Linked DNA regions of Mus musculus: regions 2, 3, 4 and 5 are each linked to region 1. Evidence: chromatin contacts called from public promoter capture Hi-C data. All regions are on one chromosome and are shown on one strand. The core of a region is the stretch at or near the end of the contact, and the rest is flanking DNA. Distances in the headings are between cores, read along the strand shown.

Evidence for each region. Promoter capture Hi-C pulls out the DNA fragments that hold promoters and counts their contacts. Capture Hi-C pulls out chosen DNA fragments and counts their contacts.
Region 2: a contact with region 1 is called in a promoter capture Hi-C map of liver, with 5 times the contacts expected there. The contact joins the promoter of Apex2 here to the promoter of Phf8 in region 1. A contact is called at or near these places in 7 of 39 promoter capture datasets (the 3T3-L1 cell line, the C10 cell line, cranial neural crest and 4 more), 2 of 115 datasets of contacts at active chromatin or transcription factors (effector CD8 T cells and memory CD8 T cells) and 3 of 9 other capture datasets (adipose tissue, liver and pancreatic islet).
Region 3: a promoter capture Hi-C map of erythroid cells shows a contact between it and region 1, with 2.6 times the contacts expected there. The contact joins the promoter of Tro here to the promoter of Phf8 in region 1. A contact is called at or near these places in 2 of 39 promoter capture datasets (erythroid cells and hippocampal neurons) and 1 of 115 datasets of contacts at active chromatin or transcription factors (astrocytes).
Region 4: a contact with region 1 is called in a promoter capture Hi-C map of embryonic stem cells, with 5 times the contacts expected there. The contact joins the promoter of 3010001F23Rik here to the promoter of Phf8 in region 1.
Region 5: a promoter capture Hi-C map of liver shows a contact between it and region 1, with 3 times the contacts expected there. The contact joins the promoter of Tspyl2 here to the promoter of Phf8 in region 1. A contact is called at or near these places in 5 of 39 promoter capture datasets (the HPC-7 cell line, HPC-7-derived erythroid cells, embryonic stem cells and 2 more), 3 of 484 Hi-C or Micro-C datasets (CD4 T cells and embryonic stem cells), 2 of 115 datasets of contacts at active chromatin or transcription factors (embryonic stem cells and memory CD8 T cells) and 2 of 9 other capture datasets (adipose tissue and liver).

The regions. Positions count from the first base shown.
Region 1 is chrX:151,519,283-151,522,024 of GRCm38.p6, reverse strand. It overlaps Phf8 (PHD finger protein 8), which reads right to left and starts at 1,353. Exons shown (of 22, transcript NM_001113354.1): 1 at 588-1,353.
Region 2 is chrX:150,586,784-150,589,525 of GRCm38.p6, reverse strand. It overlaps Apex2 (apurinic/apyrimidinic endonuclease 2), which reads left to right and starts at 1,371. Exons shown (of 6, transcript NM_029943.2): 1 at 1,371-1,603; 2 at 2,400-2,483. The coding sequence starts at 1,450. It also overlaps a transcript of Pfkfb1 not described here.
Region 3 is chrX:150,656,050-150,658,791 of GRCm38.p6, reverse strand. Tro (trophinin) reads left to right here and starts at 1,356. Exons shown (of 13, transcript NM_001002272.3): 1 at 1,356-1,447.
Region 4 is chrX:152,367,193-152,369,934 of GRCm38.p6, reverse strand. 3010001F23Rik (RIKEN cDNA 3010001F23 gene) reads right to left here and starts at 1,363. Exons shown (of 4, transcript NR_045451.1): 1 at 1,241-1,363; 2 at 1-93. Gpr173 (G-protein coupled receptor 173) reads left to right here and starts at 1,217. Exons shown (of 4, transcript NM_001359449.1): 1 at 1,217-1,884; 2 at 2,425-2,514; 3 at 2,666-2,742.
Region 5 is chrX:152,341,170-152,343,911 of GRCm38.p6, reverse strand. Tspyl2 (TSPY-like 2) reads left to right here and starts at 1,428. Exons shown (of 7, transcript NM_029836.4): 1 at 1,428-2,372. The coding sequence starts at 1,587. It overlaps Gpr173 (G-protein coupled receptor 173), which reads left to right. Exons shown (of 4, transcript NM_001359449.1): 4 at 1-314.

The sequences.
Region 1 (2,742 bases), core at 104-2,603:
CTGAACCCCCTCTCTTCACTGCCCTCTTGCTTCCCAGGACTCTCAGCTCCCTTTATTATGACGCAAACCGCGGCATAAAGGATGAGGCTGGGAAGAGGGAAGCTGAGGGAGAGACCAGAGACCCTGTCTAGCCCCCCAAAATAGGAAGAAGCAGAGATGCGGAAATCCCTGAAGGTCTCCGCAGGTTATTCCGAATTACGCCCCCCCACCCCACCCCCCAAAGCCTTCGGGAACAAGACAAACAAGACTAGGCACCCAACTCAAATCACAGTCCTGGGATCGCGTTGGGAGAGTTTAAATGATCCTTTTCGTCATTCTCAGTATCATTCCCTCCCGAGCAGTAAGGAGTCTCATTCTGCTCCAAAATGAAATAAACCGCAATTTCGTCCTCCACTCCAAAGCTGACAGGGAGCTCATCTCCCCCCCTGACACTGAAAAGGATCTCTTCGAAGCCCCAGGAAACCCACTAGAATCTCCTCGCCGCCGCGAAACTAAGCGAAGAATTTGTTTTCCCCTCCACAGCTCCAAATGGCAGGCATTGCCTTGCAATCCCCTCCGACCGCCGAGGGTTCGGCTGGACCCCTCACCTGACAGACGTCTCGTCTTAAATTAGAACGCAGCTTGCTTGCAGCCCCCAAAACTTACGAGGAGCTCTCTACGCCTCCCCACACACACACTGACAGGAACCTTTTTTATGCCCCAAACCTGATAAAAAATGTCCACGGTCCCAAACGCTACAGAGCTCTCTTCATGCCCGAGGCTGCAGGGGGCAAGTCCTCAGGGAACAGAGCTCAGCCCCAGAGACTCGCCTGCCGCTGGGCTCGCTCCGGGGCAACCCAGCTCTGCGCTAAGCACAGGCTGGCCGGGCAGTTCCGGCCCGAGGCGGCGCGCGCTGAATGCTGGGATTGCCGCTGCCAAACTGTGAAGCTGACTTGCCTTCTCCTAGAAACCACATGCCGCGTCACGCAGTGCCCGGGCTCTGACGGGGCTTTCGGGCAGTGTCCACCTCAGCCCTCCCACCGTCTGGCCCTCAGAGCCTTCTAGAGACCGAGGTCTCAGCCGGGGCTGGGGGTCGGGGTCGGGGCCGCCGGGCGCACTGGCAAGTGGCTTTGTCGCTGCCCCCTTCGCGAGACAGGCTTGCGGCGGCTGGAGAAAGACCGCCGGAGAGGTCGCCGGGAGAAGCCACTCTCGGGGGGTTGTAGGAGATTCAAAGCAATCAATAAAGTTTATTCAAAATCGCGAGGCAGTTGAGGCGGAGAGGGGTGGAGAGATATGGTAAACAGCTACCATATTGAGAGTGGCGGCGTTCTGGGAAAGAGACGAGCCCGCCGCCATCTTACGAGGCTCGGGCACGGGAGGTGAAGGTGGAGCCCGGCACGTCAAGCCGGCGGCTCTTGCGTGACGTCATGGGGCGGGGCGACACCTTGAGGGAGCCTAGGATGTTGCGCCTCGTCTAGGTGGCCCAATGGCGCATAAGACCTTGAGCTGATAGGCGGAGGAGCCGCCATCTTAGGCGAGGCGGTAGTTTGGCTCCATTTTGAGTGGGGCCTGGAGCGTAAGTCTTCCGTAACCCCGGGTAAACACGGAGTTGGAAAAAAAAAAGCCAAACCCGCACCTTCCTCCGCCCGCCCCCCTAGCACTCGCCGCCCCTCGCTAGTCTCCTCCTCCGAGAGGAGGTGAGGTCCGTGGCTCCGGGCGGCAGAAGTGTTACATAGGGCTGCGGGGGCGGGTTTCAGCCTTGGGGGATAGGCTCCTGTCCATTGAGCCCTGATAGTGGACGAGGTCCTTTTCCCACGGTTGGAGTTATCATTTAATCTTTCACTCTGTGAGAGGAAAAAAACTGCGATTATCACCAAATGAAGAAACAGGTTTAGAGAAGGAAAGTGATCTGAGAGCCTGGGAATTAAAAAAAACAAAATAAAACAAAAAAACCTCTTTCCCCCAGCAGGCTCTTCCCAGGGTCTCTGTCATGAACCATGCAGGTTCAATTCCATGAGAAGCAAAAATCAGTTCACGGCTTTCCATATATCTGTACCAGGATTTTCTGACTGCTTTAAGGTGGCACTGTTTGATTTTGTTTTTTCTTCAGACATTAATGAAATATCCCTAGTTCTCTTGCTGTATCACTTTCTTGCAGGATCTCATTACTTTATAGAATAAACTGTATTAAAAGTTGTTTTCTGGAACTGGAGAGATGGCTCAGAGGTTAGAAGCACTGGCTGCTCTTCCAGAGGACCTAGTTCAATTCCCAACACCCACATGGCAGCTCACAGCTGTCTGTAACAGGGGGCCTGGCACCCTCACATAAGACACACATGCAGGTAAAACACCAAAGCACATAACATAAAAATAAAGAAATTTTAGAAAAAAATATTTTCTTACCAAAAGAGGAAGAGTGGCGTGGAAAAAAAGAATATGTGTAAAACAGTTTTCTGGCAAACATATACAGGGACAAAAGTGTCCTTGTCAGAGAAAAATAATTTCCCTCTTCTTGTTTCCTCATTTCTCCTTTCCTTTCCACCTCAGCCTCGGCTTCTTGAGTGCTGTGATTATTATCTGGTGGAGAACTCTTTAAAAACCATCTGAGAGAATGGGGCAAGAGAGTGACAACTTTAACAAGAAAGGAAAAAGGGAGGAAAGAAAATGAAGAGTAAAATAAGCTAAGCCTCATGGGCTGCTTGCTGTTGTAAGCTATGCTGCAGGGAGTCTAAGAGGATATATAAAGATTTGCTAAGGCCCTCA
Region 2 (2,742 bases), core at 122-2,621, 930 kb after region 1:
TGACCTTTAAGTCCGATGGGGGTGGGGTGGGGGAGGGGCAGCCTACTGTGGCTCTGTATAGCCATGAAGACGATGGCTCAAAGGCTGTGAAATTCTGAGGGTGTGTGCATTCGAATGGGAATAACTTTGTAGCAATTTTCAGTGGAAAAAAAAAAAACCCTTAGGATGCAAAGTTATAGTTTTCCTGGAAATAGGGCGATTCCTGTTAATTCTGTTTCTGTGGTCACAAAAAAATAAGTCGAGAACTCATCCCTACTGCCCTGCTTATTCATCCATTTGCTAAATATTTATTCCGTTATCATATAAGGTGGGTCAGAGATGGCCACTGCATTCAGGCTGCTGGCAGTCTAGTGACAACGGAAATCAATGGGGGTTGTGCACTGTGGTAAATACTGTGCCATGGACCATAAAGTGCAGTGGTGCCCACAGGAAAAGACGTAAACACAGAGGTGTGTGGACAAAAAAAAAATCAATTGTTTACCTGATTAAGAAGGGTTTAAATCTTGGCTCTACCACTTCTGTGAGGCTGAGACGAATTTATTCAACTTCTACTTAGCTTCAGTGCCTCTTCCTGGATTATCCTAAGAATGAAAGGACACGGTATAGACAGGAAAACCATAACTGCATCGGGAAATGATACTATTCTGGAGCTTAAATGGTCTAGGCCTCGATTTTGCTCATCTGAGAAATGGAGCCAAATGCAAGTCTGTCTTATGCTTTGAGAGTCAAGACAAACATGGCTATACAGGGAGGATTTGAGGCAGTCTCCTTCCTCCAGACTCCATTAAAACGGAGGCTAGCTAGGTTCTTAATTGCTTAACGGAGAAAGTTCCCTTCGCCACTGCCCAAAAGGACTCCAGGGTCTGCAGAAGCCCCTCAGCCACCGCCAGGGGCCGCTCACTAAAGCCAGAGTCCTGTCTCGATCCGGGTAGGGCGTTGGCTCAGCTTGTTTCCCCAGAGGCCTGCCCCTTGACAAAGGGACAAAATCCCATTTGTCAGTAACCTGGCGCATCAGGGGGTACTTTTGTAGTAGAGAAGAGCAGTCAGATTCGGGCGTCCAGGCCAGCATGCGGCCAGAAGAGAAGGAGCCCAACCAGAGACGCGCCTCTCACCAGTTACTCTTCCCAGGTTTTGGTCTGGGTCTTGCTATGTAGCCCAGGCTGGCCTTGAATTCATTACTGACCCTGCCTCAGCTTCCTGAGTACTGGGGTGACAGGCTCGTTTGATCAAGCCCGGTTTTCCTACAGCCTCCACCTTAGTTCCGTCTCCCGCCTAAGAGAACTGAACTCGAAGTCCCGCCCTGCTTGCGTCCTGCCGTCGGAGGGGGCGGAGGGGAAGGTGAGAACGCCCGGTGGAAACGCGAGAGGAAGGCGGGGAGCCAGCTCACTTCCGGGCAGCAATGCATTTGCCCGCCTAAGCTTCCTTTGGGAAACTGTACCGTTTACCAAAATGCTGCGCGTGGTAAGCTGGAACATCAATGGGATCCGGAGTCCCCTGCAAGGCCTTGCATGCCAGGAACCCAGCAGCTGTCCCACGGCCTTGCGACGCGTTTTGGACGAGCTGGATGCTGATATTGTCTGTCTCCAGGAGACCAAAGTGACCAGTGAGCATTCGAGAATCCAAGATCTCTACGGTGTTTTCCTTTTGATGCTAACCTTTGTTCTGTCTCATTTCGCGTTTCGTTTTCCTATACTTAGAATCCTGCCCTTATACCCATCTGAAAGGCCTGATCCTTTTCTTTCTAAACAACCCCACCCCAGCTAGAACCCCTAATTCCGACTCCTGGCCTGCTTTCCCCGTTGAAACCCTCATACACAGATTCCCACTCATTCTATAGCCCGAACTCTGGGCCTTGAATTTTCTCCTTTCATTCTTCTAAGCCAAACACCTCAGTTTTCCATCCCTGCCCCCACCTCAGTCCTTAATCCCCACCTAATCTCTGCCTTTAGCTCAGACTCTTAATTTCTCCTTCCCATATCTCCAATTCCTCTTTTCTCTCCACCTCAAGGCCCTAGATTCATTCCTCTTTGATATCTTACCTCAAATTTAGACCTAATTTCTTCTCCCATAATTCCCAGCTCGAATTCCCTAATTCCCTCTCCTACCTCCCACCCTTCAGGTCCCCAATCTCCACTGCCAGCATCTGTGAGTACTTTAATCTAAATCACAAGACTTAGCTCTGATTTGCCCTCCTCTGCTTCCCTATCTAATTTGAATATAATTTTCTTTCCTGACTTTCCCATCTCTCTAGCTCCTGTCAACATAAACACTTCTCCTGACCCTCAATTACAGCTCTGATGTATGCTAACCTATAACTGTAATTCCAGTCTTTCATGGGTCCATGGTGCTAATTTACCTCTGACTTTATATTTACTTTTTTTTCTTTTTTTTTTTTTTAGGAGATGTACTGACAGAGCCCCTGGCTATTGTTGAGGGTTATAACTCCTATTTCAGCTTCAGCCGCAGCCGTAGTGGCTATTCTGGTAAATGAGGTCTTCTGGGGGTATTTATGTTAGCATTGGTGATGGAGAAAAGGAGTGTTTTGGTATTTAATAAGAAGGTAACATATTTTGACTTTTCATTTCCAAAGCAAATGCTGCTAATTTTAGGTCATATGAAACCTCATATTTATGCACCGAAGTTTCCTTTTGTCCCTCAGAAGTATAGTAATGTACTTCTTCTGAGTTAACTGTATAAGCACTGGACCTTAACTGCCAGGGTTCAAGTCCTGGCTCACATCCT
Region 3 (2,742 bases), core at 107-2,606, 860 kb after region 1:
TAACATTATTGCTCCATACATATAGGTGCTTCAGTGTTGGATTCATAGATACTTTTAATTTTTATATGGTCCTTGTGAATTGTCTCTTATTATATAATTCTTTTGTTGTTTGGTTTTCTTTTTTATTTTTAATTAGGTATTTTCCTCATTTACATTTCCAATGCTATCCCAAAAGTATCCCTTGGTTTTCTTGATACAGGACCTCACTATGTAGCCCTGGCCGGCCCCTGAACTCATAAGATCTGCCTGTTTCTGCCTCCCAAGTGCTGGGATTCAACGCCCAGTGTATAATGTCATTCTTTTTTATAATGTCTCATTTTAGCTTTGACTGCCTTTTTTTTCTGACATAATGGTCTCTACTCAGTTTGACATAATTGAATGAAAAAAAGTGAATGCTACAAATTGTTTCTTGCACTGGCGAGTAGTGTGCTACATCACAAGAGAAAGCCTAAGTCCTTGTTCAGAGCATCAGTAAAAGAAGAACATGAGAAAAAAAGATGTGTATGTATATTTGTATGTATATATATGCACATATACATATGATTTTTAATATATCATCTCATCGTAGAAGGCTGTACTTGAACTCAAGACCCTTCAACATCTCCCTCCCAAGTAGTGCTGGAATTATATCAGGGCTTTGTTAAATGCCCGCTCCCATAGTTTCCAAATAATTTTTTTTTTAATTTTAAGGAATCAGTGAAATTATTTTGAAATAAAATAGAAGCATGTAGGGATTTTTTTATTACATTTTTATTTGTAATAAATAAAGTGTGTGTACATGCACATATGTGTTTGTGTGCAATCAGAGCTGTGAAGACAACCTGTGGGAGTAGGTTTTCTACCTCCGCCATGTGGATCCAGGGAATAGGATTCATGTCCGCAGGCTTGGAGTGCTTTTACCGCTGAGCCATCTGACAGGCTCTAATTGATTTTTCTTACATCTACTGTTTAACTATATGTATTTAATTATTTATTACATATTGTTTAAATATATATTATATATATGAATTATTTGAGAGCATCACCTTAATGTTCAGCGCCTCTATCTTAATCTAGTCGTATTTTAGAGGCAGTAATGAATGTGACGTTCTCACAGTATATCACGCCATGTAATTAGTGTTGTCAGGACAGGCGTGGGAGCTCTGAGGTCATTTTCTTCAGGAGAAACTGAAAAATCAAATAGGAACAGGGACACGTATTGGGGAACAGAGAAATGAAATGGAGACTAGGTGTGAATGCTGAACAAGAGGTAGTAAACAGATGCGCCACACTGAGGAGACTGGGAAGCCGTTAGCGGGGAGGGGGTGGGGCGGGCTGGTAGGGACGGAGACCCCCCTCTGGAGGCGGAAAGAGGCAGGACCACTTCCGGCCAGGGGGGCGGGTTACAAGCTCAGACCTGAGGAGAGGCTTGGAGAGAGCAGACGTCCTCTCGGCTCACGAGGGCGAGGTGAGCTGAGGTGGCCAGCTTTAGGAAAGACCCCGTGGGGGCTTCAGAGCCGCGGCTTCGGGGTGACTGGCTTCACACAGCATTAAGGTTTGACAGGAACCTGGCTGGATTCGGGATCTAGCGGTTTCGATGTGGTGGGTTTAGAGGTGCCTGGACCCAATTCTCACTGCGTAAAGGCGGGGGCGGAATCTCCGGGCTACGGGAAAGTCTAGACTCAGTTTGGGGATGGAAAGAAGGGATGCAGACCTGGTTGGGATTTTGGAAAGGAAACATCTAGAACACGTTCTGGCTGTAGCAAAAAGGGAGGAGGGTCGAGTTCAGGAGGGAGGTAAGGGACCCGGATCAAGCTGAAGAAAGGGGGCTGGACCCCGTTATGGGCTACGAAAAGGATGAATCGAATCTGGACTAAGAAAGGAGCGACAGAATCCTCTTTAAACGGCCAGAGGACCAGGCTTGGAAGGGAGAAAGGACGGGCTAGGATCCGGGTAGCACTGCTTTGAAAGAGGGGATGACCTGGTAGGGTTAGGGAGCTGGGAATCATGAAGGGGTTATCCCTGTTGGATTTGAGGGTGGGGTATCAATGTTGCAGAAAGGGCGGGGCGGGGCCCTTGCAGACGTGGACCGGGGGGGGGGGGGGCGAGGGGGGATAGTGTTGGCGAAGGCGACTGCGGCGCGGGTGGGGGGGGAGGGGGCTTGAGGAGGGTGGGAGGTGCGGAGGACTGCGGAACCACAGCCTGAGTGAGTGGCTGATGGTTGGCGCGGGCTGGCGCGGCCGCACAGGAATGGGGGCGGGGGTGGGGTGGGATGGTGGTAGGAGGGGGTGGCGCGAAGAGGCCCTGTGGAGCCTGGGGTGGGGGGACGGGCTGAGAAATGATGTAGGAGGAGGAGGCGGTGGGATCGAGATGTTCTGTAGCTCTGAGAGCGGGGGACATATGTGGACATGAGATGGTTAGAATGGTCCTGTCCACCATAGCGCATGCGTATTGAGGGCCTTGAGGACCAGCTGCATTTGGAAAACCTGTTATCATGCGCGCGTGCGTGTGTGTGTGCACGCGCATATGTGTGTGTGTGTGTGTGGGTGGGTGGGTGGGTGTGGGTGCGCGCGTGTGTGCGTGTCTCTCGCTCTCGTTCTGTGCGCATGCGCACTGTCAGGTTGCGGTGTGGTAGAGGGTATTAAGGTGTAGGTCGTAGAATTAATTTGCCATCTTGGAAGCAAAAGATGCTGCAGCTCAGAGACCACATGTTCTGGGCTTCTAGATAGGCAAACCCAGAAAGATTTGGGGCCTAAAATTAGG
Region 4 (2,742 bases), core at 114-2,613, 850 kb before region 1:
CACAGGTTGGTAGCAGATCATGGTTTTCATAAGGGCAGGCAGCAAGTCTGATTTACCCAACTCAGCTGAGTCCAGCACTGGACCTACATAAAGCTAGTTAATGAATGAACCAACAAGTGGGGTAAGAAAACAAATAAAATACAAGTTTTATATCAAGAGAACTGGAATTGTTGACTGCTACAAATTAGAGGAACCACCACAGCATCATTTGGTCCCTATTTAAACCAATTCAAAACAGAACTGTATTCCCTGGTCTTCCCATGTCTGTTTCCCAGGCATTCTTCTCATCTTTTGCTTCATGCTGTCCTGGAACACAGCCTTAAGTATGTGTTCATGCTTGCCTCCTGGCCCAGAGAAAGTAGATTTATCATTGTGGGTATCCTCACAGGGGCTCCGAGTTGGGTGTCTGACTCCTCCTCCACCTCTCTCCAAGCCAACTTCCAGAGCCTACCCATAAAACCCCATCCTAAATAAGGCTATCTACCTTATCTTCCAAACCTTCCATACCAAACCTAAGAAATTTCCCCTGAATCTTTGTCCAAAACCGGACCCCAGACCTTTACAAGCTCTGCCCTCATTGCACGAGTATCCTAAGCAAGTTGCTATCTCAGCAACCTCTTGGCTACTTCCCCTCACCTCCACACAGGCCTCTCTCAAGTCAGAAAGGCCTGAGCCTGATTTTGTCAGTCAGCTATTGTCCTGGCAAGAACAACCACCACACCACACCAAGCATCCCCATTCAGTAAGCCAGGCAGCCAAGTTCTCCCGGTCTCGCCAGCCCCCTCCCCCAACCCCAGCCGCCCCGCCCCAGGGAGGACCTTGCTGGTGGCTGGGAGTCTCCCGGCTGCTCAGCCTCCCTTCTTCCCTCCCTTGCTCTCCCTCCTTCCCTCCCTCCTCCACCCGCCCCTCGGGCAGGGACTGTGCAAATCGAGGAGAGGGGAGGACCAACAGGCTACACAGGGTCTAGCTAAGGGGCCAGGACTCCTCACTGAGACCCTATCCAAGCTAGGTGTTTCCCGCATCACGGAATCTGGATTTGTGTGAAGCGGGGTGATTCCCGGGCCAGGAATTCCTTCCAGCAGGTCCACTGTACCTTCGTCTCGCTTCAGGACCCCCCTTGGATGCTCTGAGCCACCCTTCTCAACCCGGATCTAAAACCTGGGACACGGCTATCAGGCCAGCCTCTCTCTCCCTCCACCCCTCCCCCTCTTTCTGGCGTCCATCCCCTCCCCAACACCACCTCTGCTACTGCCTCTGGCTGTGGACCTGCACCTCTTCTCCATCCTCGCCAGGCCCGGAGAGTGGGGTTAGCCTGGATGAGAGTGTGCCCCTAACCTGGGGCCCTCCCAAGCCATGGCTCCTGTGTTCCCAGGGAGGAGTCCAGGACCCTGAGCATCTGCTAGAAGCTTGGCAGAGGCCCCGCTGGGACCGTGTCTTCTGAGGACAAAAGGCTGCGGCCAGCAGGCAGACTGGGTGGGGGGTGGGGGGGAACCGGTAGCTAGGCAGGCAGAACAGTAGCGGAGCCAACACTGGCCCCCTCCCAGACCGGCGGTGGCATGAAGATGGGGGTGGGAGTGTGTAGTGGGAGAAGCACCTACCAGGACCCCCATCTGCCCGCTACTTGGGCACCCCAAAGCTGTGTGCTGCCCACCTGGTGTTCCCCAACATCTCCAGCTCTACCAAGTGCACCCCTCTGGCACCTGCTTCCCTTGCTGCCAGTGATTTAGATCAACCAGGCTGTATCCACGGCAACAGAAGCAGGAGTGTCACTGGCTGCCAGATCAGTGAGGGTCCCACAATGTGGCCTGGGCTGTGGTTTATCCTGGATGAGACAGAGTGAGTCTCCTTCCTGAATTCCAAGACAGTCCTGCTAAGAGAACCCAGGTAAGTAGTCAGCATTCTTCCATAAAGGAGCTAGGGGAGGAGGGGGGCTGGGACTTCTCTGTCTCTCCATATATTTCAGTCTCTATCACTGTCATGCTTCCTGTCTCTCTGTTAGTCTCTCTGCTTCATCACTGAGTATGACAACACTCAAACCCCAAGACTGCTTATCTTTCCCCATCTTCTTTAATCCTGAATGTCCCATAAGAAAGGGAACCACCACCTGTTTCTCCACCCCCAACCCCTTACAGGGTCTGCTTCTATCATTATAGTCACGTTTAGACACAAGACCATTCCTTGTGTGCTAGCTGTGGAAGGGGTACCTGGGAGCTCATTGAGCCTTGTTCTCACAATGCCTGCAGCTTCCTTTTCTCCTTCTCCAGGTTCCTTAGGTTGTTTGCAGAATTGTGATCTGTATGTGTGTGTGTCTGTGTGTCTGTAAGAGAGACAGAGAACCTGGGCACCAAGCAGGTGGGTAGATATGACAAGGAGGCTGCTCCTAGTGCAGACCACCCCTCATTCCTTCCTTTATTCTTTTCCCAGTCTCTACCTACAGGTAACATACCTTTGCTCACTCACCCTGGAAGATGTGTCCCAGCTAGTGGGAGGAAGCTGCTATAGGAATAGAGGAAGGTAAGGTGGGGGTAGGGAGCACATTCAGGTCCTGGGCTCTGAGAGCGCTTGAACCAATCCCCATGACAATATACAGGGGACAGGAATAACGTAGTGGTCCCCACACTGTGGGCCCTGGCTTCTATCACATGGCTCTCTGTTTCTGTTTCAGATACCCATATTGTGTTTGGGACCTCCAGATCTATGACACAGTAAGCCAGAGGTCCCTGTATCTGGAGGTGCAGGAAA
Region 5 (2,742 bases), core at 179-2,678, 820 kb before region 1:
TACTCCCTAAGCACTCAATTAATTTACTATTTATTTACTTATTTCTTCAGGTGCACAGAATTGAGCTGACCCTATTACTCAGTTCTTGGCACACTCTATCATTGGTCCATGCAAGGTCCTTTTATTATTTTGCTTTGTCCCCTTCATCACCCATTCCTGATCCCATCCTTCCAACCCCACATAGGCACCGCTCTTCAGTACTTAATGTGTGTCCTTCCAAACCACCGTTCATGTGTTTATTTACTTATGTGTATCTGTGGAAAATATATGGTATTGATGTGTTTTAATTTACATAAACAGTATTGTACTATAAATCTTGCTCTGTTTCTTTTTTCACTTAACATTCTGTTTTTGCGAAATCCAGCCATGTTGCTATACATAGATCAAATTTATTCTAGTAGTCCATCTAAAACACATATCACATCCATTTTCCTGTTGATGGATTCTGAGGTTCCTTCCTCTGCTACCACAGCAAGGCTGCAATGGGCAATTATCTCCTCTCCTTAGGAATGTCTAATGTAGAAGAAACAAGCTCAGAGAGGGGCAGTGATTTGGCTAAAGTCACAGTGGAAGTCACCTGCTATGTGGATTCTAGAACCAGAGCCAAAACTCCACCATCGTGCCTCATCAAAGACCAGCCATTTCTGATCACAAACAAAATAAAATATAATATTAGGGTACAATTAATAGCCGCATTCATTTAGGAAAAGCTGGGGTAGAAATTATGTGTAGACAAAGAGAATTTTAAAGTTCTAGAAAAATCTAGCACATTAGTTGAATCACCTTTTTTTTTTTTTAATGACGCAGAGGAAGTTACTCTTTGCATCTGTGGAGCCATTTTGCAGAAATAGAAAAAGCCATGTCAAAACCTGACCACCAAAGCAAAAAGACCTCAGATATTTAAACTACTAGCAGTTCAAAGCAGCCTGCGACTGAGGGGCTACAGCGCTCACCCCACAGGCATAAACTGGTGGGGGAAGGGACAGATTTTAAAAGTGCGTAGTTGTTGGGGGAGTGGGGCGGGGAGAATGATAGCGAGGCTCTCTGATTTCATTTGAGCACATCTCGTTCCCTGGTGCTTGCGCACTCCCAGCCACCCTCCCCGGGCCTAGTCTTGTGGTCTTCAGAATCACTGGTACTTTTCCCATTGGCTAAAACATTGCAAGACTGAGGGTGAGGGGGCTCCTACCCTAGCTTTCCTCATAGCCAATCGCCCCGCAGTTTTCCTCTCATCACTGAGGGGCAGTCAGCCTGATGATTGGTGGGCGCGAAGGGAGCCAATTAGAAAATGATGATGTGTAGTGTTGGCAAGCGGATTGCGTGAGAGAAGGCAGGGGCTGAGGGAACGCTACCGCCAGCTCCGAGGCCTGCAGCCAATGGCGGGCAGAGCAGACGCCATGCCAGGGAGTGGGCGGGGCCTGGGCGATAGGCGCTGTGGGAGTGGGGCAGGCGCTGTGGGAGGGGACGTCAGAGCGAGGTGGTGAGCAGAGCTGGTCGCGTGAGGTGTGGCGGCTCCGCTTCAAGTGTGACTGGTGGCTACGGCCTTGTCTGAGAGCCGCAGAGCCAGTGTTGTGAGTGCGGTCACCATGGACCGCCCGGACGAGGGGCCTCCGGCCAAGACCCCCCGCCTGAGCAGCTCGGAACCCCGTCAGCGCGACCTGCCGCCCCCGCCACCCCCACCGCTCCAGCGACTGCCCCTGCCTCCACCCCAGCAGCGTCCGAGACCCCAGGAAGAAACCGAGGCTGCACAGGTGCTGGCTGACATGAGGGGGGTGGGCCCCACGCTGCCCCCACCACTGCCCTATGTCATTCTTGAGGAAGGGGGGATCCGCGCGTATTTCACCCTGAGTGCTGAGAGTCCCGGATGGGATCACGCAATGGAGTCAGGGTTCGGGGAGGCCCCTTCCACAGGGATCATGGAAACGCTCCCATCTTCAGAAATCTCTGGGGGAAGCCTGGCAATTGACTTTCAGGTTGCAGAGCCCAGCAGCCTCGGAGAGAAGGCCCTAGAAACCTGTAGCTTAGGAGGGTGGGGGCCCCAGATGTTAGTTGGTCCGAAGAGGAAGGAGGAGGCTATCATAATAGTGGAAGATGAGGATGAGGATGACAAGGAGAGTGTGAGGAGGCGGCAGCGTCGGAGGAGGAGGAGAAGGAAGCAGAGGAAGGCGAAGGAGAGCCGAGAGAGGAGTGCCCAGAGGATGGAGAGCATACTGCAGGCCCTGGAGAGCATTCAAATGGACCTGGAGGCGGTGAACATCAAGGCAGGCAAGGCCTTCTTGCGTCTCAAGCGCAAATTCATCCAGATGCGAAGGCCCTTTTTGGAGCGCAGAGACCTCATCATCCAGCATATCCCAGGCTTCTGGGTCAAAGCAGTATCCTTCTCATCAGTATGCATGGGCCAGAAGCCCATGACTGAAGGGGAGATGTGTGGAAGAGAGAGAAGAGGTGTGGGGGAGGGTCAGAGATGAGGATGATGAATCCCCATTAGAAGATTCTAGAAGGCGTGGAAGAGGGATGGCAAGAGGGCAAAATCGCATCTAAAACTAGACTGCAGAAGGGAAAAAGAGTAGCATTGCAACATTTAAAAAGAAAATGGATCCCAGACAATAAAAGAGGGAGGGGTAACGGAAAAGGCACACAGCCCATAAACGGAGCAACAGATAGAGAAAGGAGGAGAGGAGGGGGGAGTACAGGTGATGAACTGACTAAGGAGGGAGGGCGCATAAGCTCTTCGGGAAGCGT